2 separate regions of the Zea mays genome follow, and region 2 is linked to region 1. A link is a contact called in public Hi-C data. All regions are on one chromosome and are shown on one strand. Each heading gives the region's core, a stretch centred on a gene start, on an enhancer-like site or on the middle of the called end of the contact. The rest is flanking DNA. Distances are from core to core; before and after follow the strand shown. Region 1 holds the start of LOC100192089 (CHY-type/CTCHY-type/RING-type Zinc finger protein). Region 2 holds the start of LOC103631716 (pheophorbide a oxygenase, chloroplastic).

Region 1 (7,679 bases), core at 1,389-3,888:
CACAACTTGCTCGGTTCTGGTGTTGTTGATGAAGCCGAAGGTCACTGGCATGGTGATCTTGCCCAGTGCTACAATCTGTCTTCCTCCGAAGCCACAGAGAGGGTGTGTAGCATCATGAATCTTGTCTTCTGGCTCTTGCATTTGTCTGAAGGCCTTAGCAAATATAATATCAGCTGCACTGCCTGTATCAACCAAAACATTATGGACCAGAAATCCTTTGATAACGCAAGAAATAACCATAGCATCGTTATGAGGAAAATCCTTGAGCTGAAGATCCTCTTGGGAGAAGGTGATTGGAATGTGTGACCATCTTGACTTGATGAAGGGTCCCTGCACTCCAACATGTTGTACCCTTCTCTGCGCCTCTTTCTTCTGCTTTTTGTTGGCTGGTTCTGAGCACGAACCACCTGTTATCGGGAACACCAGCTTCGGGGCCGAAGCAGCTCCAGCTTGATCGTTAATCGAAGCCATCAGCTCAAAAAGTGGAAGTGAGTTGACCGGAGGTGGGCGCCAATGTTGGGGACTTGTTCTCAAATGCTCTGAATTAAGAACAAGGCAACATAAAATATTAAATGTTAATGTCCTTCGTCCAACGAAGCATTATTCCCTTGGGGATTAATGGACCTTGGACGAAGGTTGATGACAATACGATTACGAAGGTTAAATCTTCGTAATTGAATTTTAATAGATTGTATAAGATAACATAAAATATAGAGTATCAAAGGTAAATGAATCATGAACGAATCATATTATATCTACTCAGTATATTTAATCATTGAATACAGTTATACCTCTGCCTTGGCAAAGATTGGTTCCCGAATGATGCGATTGCAAATACAGGAATCCGTGAACAGTAAAGGAATACTGTTCACTATTTATAGGCACAGGACACAGCCTGTGGGGAATTACAATTATGCCCCTTATAAGGGATTACAACAGCGACCCAAACATTTATGGACTAAAAGGTCATTCTACTTTTAAGTCGGTTTGTAATTCCGAAGCTTCATGAAGAGGATCCTTCGGTCATCTCATGCGGACAGCTTCAGCCGAAGCTGCTTCTTCCTACAAGACCTTCGGCGACGAAGCATAGTCCCAACAGTTGGGACGAGATATAGAGGGAGAATTTACCGTGAATCGCTGTGGAAAGAAAAAATAATAATAGATACAATCTAAATGATCTGGCTGCATAGTGTGATATAGTACGAAAATTTAGAGGTGAACGAGTGATGGAATCTACGCGACTGCGCTATAAACCGGTTCAGGTAGAGCCTCTGAGGAGTCATGTCTCACTCAGCTTCCCACGGGCGCTTAACAAAAAAACCTTTAGGGTTAGTTTGGAACACCATTTTTCTAAGAGATTTCAATTTTCATAGAGAAAATGAACTAATTTCCCTTAGAAAAATGAAAATCACTTGAGAAAAATATGGTTCCCAAACTAAGGCTTAGTGCACGGCCTTTAAAATGGTAAGAATATGTTACTTAGATCTACGAACTTGGACAGTCGCGTGAACGTTTCTATGCCAATTTAGCAATATCAGTATGACATGATTTTGTAACCCATTCTTACCTTTTCTCTCGTTAATAAATCGATCCTTATGTATTCTATTATGCCGACCTTAGCGCTTGTGGACACCGAGCTAGGTTAGCGTGAGAGAAGAAATAAGTAAAGATCCATTCATAAAAGAGGGAAGGGACGGGATTATTATATTAAATATAAGGGTTAGTTTGGGAATCCTATTTTTCAATAGATTTTTATTTTTCGTAGATAAATTAGTTTATTTTGTTTTAGAAAAATTAAAATCCATTAGAAAAAGCAGTGTTCACAAACTAGCTCTAAAAAGAATTCCACGCGTAGTATGGAATACGGCTGCCGCATTTAACTTAAAAAGAAGGTTTACGAGAGAAACGTACGTGCATGCACTTCCGTAGGCCCGTCGCTTCCTGCGCGAGAAAGCAAGAGTGGCCTCTCTTGAGAAGAAACCACCTGTAGCACACGTATGGTGGGGCTAAAAAGAAGAACAATTCTCTCTGTCTCTCTCTCTGCCCCATGTTGTTTGGGGCAAACTTGCAGGTTTAGCGCTCAAGAAGATAGCGTACAGGTCCTACAGGAGTACTGCTGGTTAAAAGTTGTGACGCATCGATGGGCGGCAGAGGAAGGCCGAGGCAAAGGCAATCAGGTGTGGGGTCAACGTGGCATCCGTGGGACCCTTCGGTCAGCTGCTCATATTTCCCCTGCTCCTCATCGTGCCAAGACGCGGATCGAGTGCCGCTGATAAGTGGGCTCGGGCTCGCACGACACGACGGAGGCATCCAGCAAGCGAAGCGACTCCTGCGAGCCGACGACGCGTACTCGCAGGCCGCACCCGTGCACGCCTCTGACGCTGACGCCTCAACAGCCCGCAGCGCTCGGCGTGCGCGAGGCCGCCCGCTGCCGCCGCCCAGGAAAAAATGAACGGCGGTCTTTGCCAACTCCCAGGCTACTTATTTACTGCGTCACATAAAGGTCACGACGCAACCGCAACTCCCTGCTGCTTCTTTGGGGGTGCCGGTGCGATGTTCCACGCCACGCTGCGCCCTGCTCGCCCGCCTAGCGCTATATAGCCCGTGCCCGTGTCCGTGTCCGTGTCGTGCAGCGGATTGCGGAGTGGCATTGGGTTGGCAGCACGCCCCTGCACACGGTGACACGGGCCACGGCGCGGCGCGGCGCGGCACGGGGAGCGAGCGCCGAGCGAGAGCAAGCAACCGCTGTCCGCCGGGCCGGCCACGGCGCTGCCCCCTGCTTCGCGCCTTCGCCGGTGCGCTCACGCCTCACGCAGGTACGGTACGGTACGGGGTGGAATACTGGTGCGCGTGGGAGTTGGGACGGTGCCTCGTGGGTCGGCAAGACAAGAGCTCGTCGTAGCACGGGCACGGCTTTATTTTCTTGTTGCCTGCAGTTGTGTTCCTCTCTCTCTCTCTCCCACGCGCGGGCTTTCTGGACCGGTGGACGGACGGCTGCTCTGCTCCTTCAAGCCCCCGGCCGCGGTCGTGAAGCTGACGCAGAGGAGGTAAAGGTGAAGCTAAGGTCTGGCCGGCCTCTGCCTTTGGGAAGAGAACAGGGCCGGTCGTGATATTTCGGGGGTCCTAAGCGAAAATTTACATGAAGGCCCTATACAAAGTTTGAGTCTGATATTTTTTCAACTTTTAAATAATATCTAAAAAATAAAAGAAGTTGATGATTTACACAATTTTATTCAAAATGATATGACTGAAGACACTGTTACATTAGTTTATGAGTCGTAAAATTATACAAATTATGTAATATAACTCTGCATTTGTTTTGACTTTTAAGAGAGTATTTTTACTTTTAATTTGTCAAACTAGCCTAAACCTTAAAATGCATAGTAAACCAAATCTAAATACATTAGAGCAAAATTTCTTAAAACAAAGTTTAGCATACTAATCTAGGATTAAGCAATGTAGGTTATTAGGGTCGGCCCTCTGATAGGCTAGAATTAAGAATTAAGCAACATGACAGGTACATGTGTACAACACCTTCTGTCCTTCCCACGTCAATTTTAGTATTTGTCATCAAGCAGACTGTTGCGCGACCTCGAAAATGATTGCCAGAAAATCAAAAAGACGCAACAAAAGAATGAGAATGGAGATTTATATGTAACGTATATGTATTTGGATATAAGATGGATAAACGAGGGCCCTACGGACTTTGGGGGCCCTGAGCGGTCGCACACCCTCAGGGCCGGGCCGGCCCTGGAAGAGAAGCAGGCGGGCTCTGAAAATTCTCTTTGACGAATTCCTTTTTGCCTTTGTTCGTCCAGGTGCATGCATCGACCTACGGTATCCTAGTCTGGGATCAGAAAAGAACACAGCAACAACAAAGAAGAAAGGCGCGAGCGATGGACGGTGACGCCGGACCAGAGCAACACGGGTAAACAGTGAAGCCGCCATTTCCCAAGCTAGGGCTAGGCCATGCCCATGCATGGTTTAAATTTCTCTCTTCTTTGCAACCGACCTCTCTCTGCCTGCGTGATCCCGGGACGCCAGGTGCGTGCACTACAGGAGGGGGTGCAAGATAAGGGCGCCGTGCTGCGGCGAGGTATTTGGTTGCAGGCACTGCCACAACGAAGCCAAGGTCAAGTCTCGAGTTGCATCGGTCATGCTTCATCCAAATGCACATTCATTCACCCCAGTGGTGTGAGTCAGGTAGCTTGGTTTCCTCATTGCAGGACTCGCTGGAGGTCAGCGTCCACGACCGCCACGTGCTTCCCCGTCACGACATCAAGCTGGTCAGTGACAGGAGGAGGCCTTGTTTTTTTCTTATTGGCCTGCTCTACATACATGAGACCACTACAAAAGAACCAACCCATATTCACGTAATCACATTCACACTAGAAACAAAAAAAAGAAATAATATGATATACTGCCCCATGGGGACCGATTATCCCAGCAGCATAGGACACTTTGCACAAGATACAGATTAGCTTGCTCTTCATTTCGTCAGTTCTTGCAGATAACGGATATCAGTCACTGCCCCTTTCTTTTCTGCTTTATAAATCGTCCGGATCATTATGAGCCTTTTTCTGTCAGTGGCGTATAGTGATACTACTCCTATCTTTCTCTTTTTTTCTTTTTTTGAACATTACAGGTTATCTGCTCTCTCTGCAACAAAGAACAGGATGTAAGTTCCCTGACGAAGCAGGGACAGTGTTCTTCGGCCACTGTTGGTGTTACCTGCCACACACCACATGAAAAAAAAAACCCATCTCGTCTGTCGACAGGTGCAGCAAGACTGTGCGAACTGCGGAGCATGTCTCGGCAAATACTTCTGCGCGAAATGCAACTTCTTCGACGACGATGTAAGCTCTCCCCCCCTTTTTTTGATGTGTTAAGCGAAGTGGCCGATGGGATTTTACGCGCTAATTTAGATGTAATTTCAGAAGTGTTCCCTCTTCTGTTTTCTCCGGTTTTGTTGTCGCGTTCCCTGGCATTTCAGGTGTCGAAGAACCAATTTCACTGCGATGGGTGCGGCATATGCAGGCAAGTAGTGTTAAATCTTTTTCAGTAATGTCATGAGCCTTCTGAAATATGGAGTATTAACCTTCTGGTTTCTCCTGTTAGTGCTGACCTTAGATATAATCATTTCTATTTTTTTTTGCAGGACTGGTGGCGCAGAGAATTTCTATCACTGTGGCAGATGTGGTATGGTTGTTTCCTGCTAAGTATTCTGTTCATCTATTTTTCTCCCTCTCGAGCAAGAACTAATACCTATTTTTACTGGTTTGAAGTCCCAATGAAAAAAGTATGTTCTGTCTGTGGGTCTGTTCTATTACAGGATGCTGCTACACCACTACGCTGAAGGATTCTCACCGCTGCGTGGACGGAGCTATGCATCACAACTGCCCTGTCTGCATGGAGGCGAGTACATGCTTTTCAGAAACAGCATGAGCATCTCTACATCTCTTGAAATTTCAGTAGAAAGATAGATAACTCGTCCCCTAGCTAACCAGCTTCTGGCCACAGTATCTATTCGACTCGATGAAAGCTATCAGCGTGCTCCACTGCGGACACACCATCCACCTGGAATGCCTTTACGAGATGAGAGCGCACCAGCAGTAAGCCTCCGGTCCACCTGACACAGGGACTACTAGCCTGGCGCGTTTCTAGGCCGTGGACGTCCAAGCTAATCCGATTCTTGCGATCTTGTCTTCCTCAGGTTTTCATGCCCGGTGTGCCTGAGGTCTGCCTGCAACATGTCCGACATCTGGCAAAAGCTGGATCAGCAGGTACACAGCTTCTTCCTCTCCCCCCGACCACGCGTCGTCTTGATCTCATCCTGCGACTTCAGGCACCAGACCAGTCCAAGTAAACCGTTTCATTCCTTCAGGTTGCAGCGTCCCCGATGCCAGCGATCTATCAGAAGAAGATGGTAAGGACGCACTCGTTTCTTCAGAGCAGAAGGCCCCTCCTCTGTCTCTGTCTGCCTCCCCCTGGGTTGTTTCTCTGTCGAACTGGCAGCATTCAGCCTTGTTCCTGCGTTCTCATTCAGGTATGGATCCTTTGCAACGACTGTGGCGTGACGTCCAACGTGCAGTTCCACATCTTGGCGCACAAGTGCCCTGGATGCAGCTCTTACAACACCCGGCAGACGAGGGGCGATCCAGCCGCATGCTCTAGAGTTTGAGAGCAAATAAAACTGCAGTACTGCACTGCACATAAACTCGTGGGGTTGTGCGGTCGATCGATAGGTAGCTTGCATGGAGGAAATTAAAGACTACCATTGCGCATGGACACGATTGGTGCCGGCAGTTGAGTACGTGTATTAGGCCTGTCATATGTAGATGTATCATATGCTATGCCTTCGCAAAGAAGAATTTGGCGCAGCGGACAGGGTATATACATTTCTTTTGTTGCTATATATACACACATATTTTTGTTGCGCGGTGCTTGTGCCAATGATGGAGAGTTCGCACGTTGTTTTTCTTATATTTAATTGAGCTTGCTTCAACCTTGAATCAAATAAATTCAAATATCTATAGTGCGTAAATGCTAGCACAGTAAAAAGATGATCTTGTACGAAAAATGATAAAATATTAAATAGATGTGAACGACACAAGTGAAAAGGCAGTAATTCCAACTCTTCCTCAGCATTGGATTGATGGGACAGGACAAACGTATGGTTGCTAAATATAGAACAGCGTGAACGACACAAGTGTAAAGATAGAACAGCAAAAAATGAAAAGGAAAAAAACATATCAAAGCCAAGTTTCGATCTTGGGACCTATGGGTTATGGGCCCATCACGCTTCCGCTGCGCCACTTTGATTTTGCTATTTATTTTCATATACAAATATTTACGTGTCCTCTTTAGTTGCACGAAACAACATCCGTACTAAATTTGCACTACAAATTCTGTTGCAAACAATCAACAAATCTCTGTATTGCGGGTTTCTTCAGAACCTGAAGCTTCCAACGAACCTTTAGGTGACATATGGAACCATGTAGAGCGTGTTGGTAATAAACTTTTTGGATACAATGATTTTGAGATACTATGGTTTACATTTGTTAATGTCAAAAATACTACGGTTTTCAAAACCACGGTTTCCAAACATATTGGGGTCCGATTGGTTGAAGCAAATAATGTGCTATGGTTTTCAAAAGCAACGTAACATAACTGTGGCGTGGGTGTGGGGGAGGAGCCATGCACAGAGAAAACGGAGAAAAACTGATCTCATAAGTGGAGTTTCAAACTCTAAAAATACTACAGTTTTAGATTAACTATGGTACTTAAAACTATGTTTTATCAGACACCTTTGGTATTTAATACCACGGTATCATTAAATACCATAATATTACTTCAAAACTGTAAATATATAAAGCTTAGCGTACACTCTGTTCCATCCGAAAGATTGATTTGATGGTTCTCGTTCCTGATTTGCATCCTACAAGCAGTTGGTGTTTAGTGCCTGCCGATAGCCTCTTTAGTTTCTTGCAGTTAAATAACAAATGGCCACAATATTCATCAAGTCGGATACACACTGGGAAATTGAATCGAATTTGGTGCTCCTCACTACAGGCAGTGCACTTTAATTTAAAGCTATTATTATGATTCAGCTTCTAAGAGGGTGTTTAGTTCCTCTGACTAAAGTTTAGTTCATGTCACATCAAATGTTTGAACTGTTA
Region 2 (7,679 bases), core at 2,382-4,881, 160 kb after region 1:
TCTGTCTGTCGTGTCTTTGTTCTGGTCGTTTCCCGATTCGGTAGTTGGCTTGGGGATTTCACTGCAAGTTTGGGGATTTTCTGTAGGAAAGTTGATCGAGAAGTCTTGGTAGACATGGAGCAGATCCAGTACTCCGAGAAGTACTACGACGACACCTATGAATACAGGTAGATGTGAAACCCTCGCCTTCACGATCTTCACCCTTCCACATCTTTTCCGTCATTGATGGTTGGCAAAACCCTATCGGGATCCCCTTTATCCGCGCAGGCACGTCGTCCTCCCGCCCGAGGTCGCCAAGCTCCTCCCCAGGAACATCCTTCTCTCCGAGGTAAAACGCCTGCAGTTTCACCCGCATTCCTATAGATTGCGTTCTCGTCCTGTTGCTTTGGTTGTCTAATGCCTGGCCTTTGTGGGGGATCCCCCCCCCCCCCCCCCCCCCCCCTCTCCTGTGCAGAAGCAGTGGCGGTTGGTGGGTGTGCAGCAGAGCCGCGGGTGGGTGCACTACGCGATCCACCGGCCGGAGCCGCACATCATGCTGTTCCGCCGCCCGATCAACTACCAGCAGCAGCAGGAGGAAGCGGCTGCCGCGCATGTGCTGCCCAAGTGAAGCCTCTGCTGGCGACCAGGAATGTTAAAAACCCCTAGCCCTCTTTTCATCTCTAAAAGGGGCGTAGCTGTTGTGTTGATTAATCCCTCTGGCTGTTAGTTGGAAACTTGGGATCTAGTTGGGTCGACTTGGTGTGTGCGTGGCGATCTGTTTGTGCTGACATTTAATCTGTGCGATGTGATCTTTGTGATTGTGATTCTGGTTAGTAGCGCTGGAATCAGGTTTAATCTGTTCTATGTGAGATTAAAATTGTCACCATGCATTTCAAAGTTCAAACATGCTGAGGAAGAAACTATCCTAGGATCTTGGCTGTCATTGAGGGCGCAAGATATCATTTGACGATATGGTACATCTGGATATGTGGTAGTGCTGGAATCATGTTTAATCTGTTCTATGTGAGATTACAATTGTCACCACACATTTCAAAATTCAAACATGCTGAGGAAGAAACTATCCTAGGATCTTGGCTGCCATTGAGGGCGCAAGATATTCTTTGACGATATGATACACTAGTGTATTGTGCGTGTCTTGCTCGCGTGTTACAGCCGTGTTTGAAAATCTGTGCGTGACCATATTTAAGTAGATCTGTGCGTGACCATATTTAAGTAGATGGAAAGTCCTCCAAAAACGAAGCCAACATAGAAAAGACGAAATGTCCGTCAGAAACATCTAGAGACTTATTGAGCTGGAGCGATTGAAGACGGAGATGAAGGATCGAACGCATGCACGGAATGATATGCTAGTTGGGGCCGTTTCCGTCGGGCTTTAAAGATAAGGAAATCTGGATATGGACTAATGATGTCTAATTTTTGTTAGAGCCTAGCGCCCTAGCATGCTAACTAGAAGGTTAATTTTGTTTCTATTTTTTGTTGCACCGACTGAGCCAACATTCTTTTGTCTAGTAGTTTACATTTTAGTTACTACTCTCTTCGTCTAAAAAGTACTATATCTCCATTTTTTAAAATGTCTTGCTTTTTGAAGAGCACTATCTTTTAAAATCTTGACCAACTATATAAAAGTACTTCTGATACATGATAGGTTTAATAAAATATATAAAATCTTATATTTTTAGTAAGTCTAGTCAAACTTAAGAGCTTTTGATGTCGCACATAGTTGTTTTAAACAAGGTGTTTGTTCATGTTCGTTCTAATATGTGGATAGTATTCCGATTCATTTCGCCAGAGGTGTGGCTGTGGATATTTGGTTAGAGCATCTTCAAGAAAACCCGTAAATCAACTCCAAAAACGTTTTGAGCCTCCCAACAGTCCCCCTTCCCCTCCCCATATTACGCGTCAAGCATTGTTCCCAATCGTCCTCTGCGCATGCTGGTTCCCACGTGTATTTTCCTCGCGCGCAGTTCTGTTGGAGGAGGAAGGCGGGACGTTGGCACTAGCGCTGGCTGGAGATTATGGCCATCGCAATCAGTTTGTGGCAGTCAAATGCTTTGTTTTTTTGGCCGCTCATGTGAGTATCATTTCTGTGAAAACTATCTAAATCAATATGAATGTATATTTCTTTAAGTCGTCACGATAGGAAGACTCCATCGTTCTAAAACCTAAACCATGCACACATATTCATCTTTCTCCAAACGCAAGTCTCGTGATATTTATATTCTCGTGCCAGCTAGATTATCTAGAAATTTAGATTCTTAAAAAAATTCTTTAGAAAAAAAATTATACCAAACAGGACCATGGTTTAAACTATTACGGATAAATAGCATGACTACCTTAGTATTTAAATGATATCAGTTGAAATATGTCGACTTATTTTATAGTTAGTATTATTAGAACATGTTTAAATAATTATCACATTTAAACCAGATCTACATATAAACTATTTTGCTTGTCAACTGCATCGCAAACTCACTTGCCTACCATCGGGATCGCGCTCGTATACAAGTGACACACTTTAAATGATTTAAGCCGCGAAAATTATAAATGTACCATCCTCATTTGACAAGTCTAAAGATAGCTTTACCATACAAATGAAACTAAATTTAAAATTCCAAGTAATAATTAGAAAAACTGATTTGACAGTTTTTTCAGTATATATTTAGCAGCTCGCTAAATCTGAATTTAGAAAGTTTTTTTGAAATGAGTTGAGATGCTCTTATAATGGTTACTATAGGTTGAGGGACGGAAGTAGTAGTAGAACTGGTAAACAAATTCGAATTTGATCTATTCAACTTTGTAGCTACTCAGCAAGATGCGAATTGCAAACATCCGGCGGGGTGGATTCCGCCACGGCCCACGGGTGGGTTCGTGTCGTTCTCACCGCCGGTCAGGTCTCCCCTCCGCGCGGCGCATTCGTCCCGGTGGGGACGGCTAGCTGGCCCAATGCAAGCTCCACCGCACAAATGCCGCAAAGCGCCATGCGTGGTCGCGTACAATTGTCCTCCTTCCCCGCCCTTCCTCCCTTCCCTGCCGTGACGCAACCACACTGCGCTCACCATGTGTACAATGTATTCTCCCTAGCCGAACCGTATCAGTAGTTCTTAGGGGTGGGCGTTCGGGTTACCCGAAATTTTCGGGTTGGGTAATTCAAGTTTTTTAAATTTCGGGTTTTGAGAATCAATACCCGAAATTACAACGGATTTTTCAATACCCGGAATTTCGGGTACCCGGAATTTCGGGTTCGGGTTCGGGTATTCCCAAACTACCCGAACTATTGTGTTGGCTTCATAAAAACACATACACCCTATTAAATTAGTATAAAAATATAGTTTGAATAATGATATACATGGACATATAAAACACAAACAATCTACAATCCCAAGTTATGCACACTTACACATAATTATAGATGTACAAATTAATTATTAAGCATGACATGAGTACATGACACATGAAAGTTCGGGTAATTCGGGTATTTCGGGTACCCGATTGTGATACCCGAATTACCCGAAATAATTTCGGGTTTTGCAAGTTGCTACCCGAAATTCCCAAACAAAATTCGGGTTTCGGGTATTTCGGGTTCGGGTTCGGGTATTCCAGGTTTGGGTTTCGGGTTACGGGTTTTTTGCCCAGCCCTACTAGTTCTTCCCTCGCGTTCACTCCCCAGCGTGGGAAAATCCCGGAATTTTCTTGTTTGTCCACTGGTTTTCTTGCGCCAAAACCAGGTTTCTCCCCGTTGCCGTGGCAGAACTCTGTTCTTGCCCAGTCTAGAAGATCTGCACCGTTCCAACCACCGACTCCGGCCGCCAAGCATATAGCCAGCGCGGCGAAGAATTCCCAACGCGAAAGCCAAAACCTCTTCACTTCACTTCACGTCGACACGTGCGGGGAGAATATGCGCGCGACAATCCCAGCCCTGTCGCTCCTGGTGACGCCGCGGCTCCCCTCGCTCGCCGTGCCGCTGGCTGGAGGCCGCCTCCGCGTGGGCGGTCGTTCTCGGACCCGCCTCCGCGTGGCGGCGCCGACGTCCGTCCCAGGGGAAGCGGCGGAGCAGGCGGAGCCGAGCACGTCGGCGCCCGAGTCCGGCGAGAAGTTCTCGTGGAGGGATCACTGGTACCCGGTCTCCCTCGTCGAGGACCTCGACCCCAGCCGCCCCACCCCGTTCCAGCTCCTCAACCGCGACCTCGTCATCTGGAAGGAACCCAAGTCCGGCGAGTGGGTCGCGCTCGACGACCGCTGCCCCCACCGCCTTGCCCCGCTCTCGGTACGGCGACCCGCATCCCTTCCTCGCCTCATCCGTGTCCTACCGGATCTCTTCCTCGTTTCGGCTAATTTTGGTCTGGGCATGTGCAGGAGGGCAGGATCGATGAGACGGGGTGCTTGCAGTGCTCGTATCACGGATGGTCATTCGATGGCTCCGGCGCCTGCACCAAGATCCCCCAGGCCATGCCCGAGGGTCCTGAGGCCCGTGCGGTGCGGTCACCGAAGGCGTGCGCGATCAAGTTCCCCACCCTCGTCTCCCAGGGGCTGCTCTTCGTGTGGCCCGATGAGAATGGGTGGGAGAAAGCGGCCGCCACCAAGCCTCCAATGTGCGTAGAGTCAGACTTTGGACTGCGGCTAATTGGTTGGATTCAGTTTTGCATTTCGGTGTCTGAATTCGATCTTGTTTGGTTTCAGGTTGCCGAAAGAATTTGAGGACCCGGCCTTCTCCACGGTGACAATCCAGAGGGACTTGTTCTATGGTTATGATACGTTGATGGAGAACGTCTCTGATCCGTCCCATATAGAATTTGCTCACCACAAGGTACTTGGTACAGTGAGAAAGCTTAGTTGCTTGCCACACTTAAGCACCATGATAGTATTTTTCAGTTGAAAGTTGGTGATTCGAGGAAAGATGTTTTGTTGCAACCAATTTGTGTAGTTTGCTAAAAAATCACCACCTCAATACTGTTTAATTGTGTAGGCCTCTTATCGTTTCTGATTGCCAGTGTGCAAGTTTAACTAACTGTTAGATCTTAACTGTGGATGTACCCATATATTTTTTTTGCATCATAGTTTTATTCTTTTTTACTTATGCTGCATTGAAATTCCTCAGAAATGACTTATAATGGGCAAAAGGGCTGAATGGTCTGAGTCTGGCCTCTTATCGTTTCTGATTGCCAGCGTGCAAGTTTAACTAAGGTCCCGTTTGGTTTGAGGGATTAAATATCAGTGCCTCCATTTTAGTCCCATTTAGTCCATAAATTGACAAACGGTGGGACTAAAACAAGGACTAAACTGTTCTAGTCTCTAGTCCCTCAAGGGATGACTCTAAGGGGCTAAACCATAAAAATCCACTTTTTGGCCCTCCTTCATTTCAGTTGCACTAATGGCGGGAGGATGTTAAGGAGTATTTTGGTCTTCTTATGATTCATTTAATGTGTTTTGAATACTTATAGTTTTTAGAACCAAACAGGGTAGGGACTAAATTTTAGTCTTCTAACTAAACTTTCGTCCCTGGACTAAAGGAACCAAACCCTAACTGTTAGATCTTAACTGTGGATGCACCCATATATATTTTTGCATCATAGTTTTATTCTTTTTTACTTACGCTACTTGCTTAGTCTGAACAGGCATTAATAGGGTGTTTGGTTTGAGGGATTAGTTAGTTCACCCACTCATTCCTCTTTTCTTTGTTTGGTTTGTTGAATGGAGTAGGTTGGTCAGTGCATTATCACATCATTCCTCAGACTAGTAGTTAGTACTAGTATGAAGAATGGGGTCATTCAACCAAATTTAAGGAATTGACTCATGATGCATCACCACATTTAGAATGGAGTGGCTCCTCAAACCAAACCCTATAAATGACTGGCTGAGTTAATTGTGCTATCTGTGTGTCATGAACTTGTGCCGGCAGCATAGACAAACAAAATGCTTTATTTTCTCGGGATACATGGTTTCAGCAAATCCACTCATGTTTCAGATTTTAACTCTTCACAGGTTACTGGACGAAGAGATAGAGCCAGGCCTTTGACATTCAGGATGGAATCAAGTGGTGCCTGGGGTTACTCAGGAGCAAATTCTGGTAATCCTCGCATTACTGCAACTTTTGAGGCCCCTTGTTATGCATTAAACAAGTAAGTTTCAGAAAAGTACCTGGTCATCTTTGAGTGTGGAGTGATTCTTATTTACCACTTAAGCAATTCAGTCGTTATACGGTTCTGAACTTCTGTTAACTGGCTTGTACAGAATAGAGATAGACACAAAGTTACCCATTTTTGGCGACCAGAAATGGGTCATATGGATTTGCTCTTTCAACATTCCAATGGCCCCAGGGAAGACTCGTTCTATTGTCTGTAGCGCTCGAAACTTTTTCCAGTTCACAATGCCAGGAAAAGCATGGTGGCAGGTACATGTGTGTTTAGTGTTTCCTTTACTTAAGCTTTGTTTTCCTATTTGTTTTGTCAACATAATCTTTTAACTGCTAAAACGAACTTGTTCTCGCGTTTTTGTGGGAAACAAGGCAAAGGTCCCTAGTCCCTACTGTAGGCATATATTATTGGCAGAGTTTATTACTTGGTCATGTTTGAATTTATATGTGTACAGTCAAATGTTGATAGCTTCTTTCTCTTGGTGTAGCTTGTTCCTCGATGGTATGAACATTGGACTTCAAATTTGGTCTATGATGGCGATATGATCGTTCTTCAAGGCCAGGAGAAGATTTTCCTAGCTGCAACCAAGGAGTCTTCTACGGATATTAATCAGCAGTACACAAAGATCACATTCACGCCCACACAAGCTGATCGATTTGTTTTAGCATTCCGCACGTGGCTAAGGAAATTTGGCAATAGCCAGCCGGAGTGGTTTGGAAATCCTACACAAGAAGCATTGCCTTCCACCGTCCTTTCAAAGCGCGAGGTAAAAGCCATCTGGGTCACCAAAAAAGTTTCAGTATAATATTTGCTTCAGACATAAAATATCTGAATATGACAACCTTTTTGGTGGTCAAAGATCTGTTTTGCTTACATTCTTAATACTCGATGCATTGGTAAGTTATTACAGTTATCCTTTTTACTCGATTTTTCCCTTTCTGAGCAGAACGTATTATCACGTCTTCATTGTTTGTACACTTGGTTTCTATGACACACAAATTTTTGTTTTACATTATCAGTTGTCATATGAACTAATGTATTTACAGCAACCTGCTTAAGTGCTTAGTATCACAAAGGGACAAATTCAATGAAATATTTGGAAAGATAGTAGCGTCGAACCACTCTCACTGCTAGGCATTTGAGAATAGTTACTTAACTGACAGCGAAGTTCACCTTCTACCGACTGGATCTGGAAACAGTATCTTGAAGTAGTCACACGTAAACCTTCATCAGCTGTGTTTCTGCGTTCCAGTAACTCATGTATTCTTATGATTGACTTTGTGTTATGCAGATGCTAGACAGATACGAGCAGCACACGTTGAAATGCTCGTCTTGCAAAGGAGCATATAATGCTTTCCAGAATCTGCAGAAGGTATTCATGGGAGCGACAGTAGTTTGCTGTGCTGCCGCTGGTATTCCTCCAGATGTTCAGCTCAGGCTATTGATCGGTGCGGCTGCTTTGGTCAGTGCCGCTATAGCATACGCATTCCATGAGCTCCAGAAGAATTTTGTATTCGTGGATTACGTGCATGCTGACATTGATTGAAA

The links. A called contact is a pair of places that touch in the nucleus more often than the background predicts.
Region 2: a contact with region 1 is called in a Hi-C map of leaf, with 6 times the contacts expected there. The contact joins the promoter of LOC103631716 here to the promoter of LOC100192089 in region 1. A contact is called at or near these places in 3 of 25 Hi-C or Micro-C datasets (bundle sheath, ear and leaf).

The regions. Positions count from the first base shown.
Region 1 is chr1:10,038,825-10,046,503 of Zm-B73-REFERENCE-NAM-5.0, forward strand. It overlaps LOC100192089 (CHY-type/CTCHY-type/RING-type Zinc finger protein), which reads left to right and starts at 2,639. Exons shown (of 12, transcript NM_001137512.1): 1 at 2,639-2,816; 2 at 3,819-3,928; 3 at 4,045-4,132; 4 at 4,227-4,286; 5 at 4,646-4,678; 6 at 4,779-5,037; 7 at 5,159-5,199; 8 at 5,333-5,415; 9 at 5,521-5,612; 10 at 5,714-5,783; 11 at 5,885-5,926; 12 at 6,047-6,482. The coding sequence starts at 4,808. The coding sequence ends at 6,181. TRNAM-CAU (transfer RNA methionine (anticodon CAU)) reads right to left here and starts at 6,822; the gene lies at 6,751-6,822.
Region 2 is chr1:10,193,544-10,201,222 of Zm-B73-REFERENCE-NAM-5.0, forward strand. LOC103631716 (pheophorbide a oxygenase, chloroplastic) reads left to right here and starts at 3,632. Exons shown (of 7, transcript NM_001365161.1): 1 at 3,632-4,264; 2 at 4,354-4,589; 3 at 4,678-4,804; 4 at 5,980-6,116; 5 at 6,229-6,388; 6 at 6,619-6,897; 7 at 7,423-7,679. The coding sequence starts at 3,896. The coding sequence ends at 7,677. LOC100282062 reads left to right here. Exons shown (of 3, transcript NM_001154975.1): 1 at 1-167; 2 at 268-328; 3 at 455-883. The coding sequence starts at 115. The coding sequence ends at 607.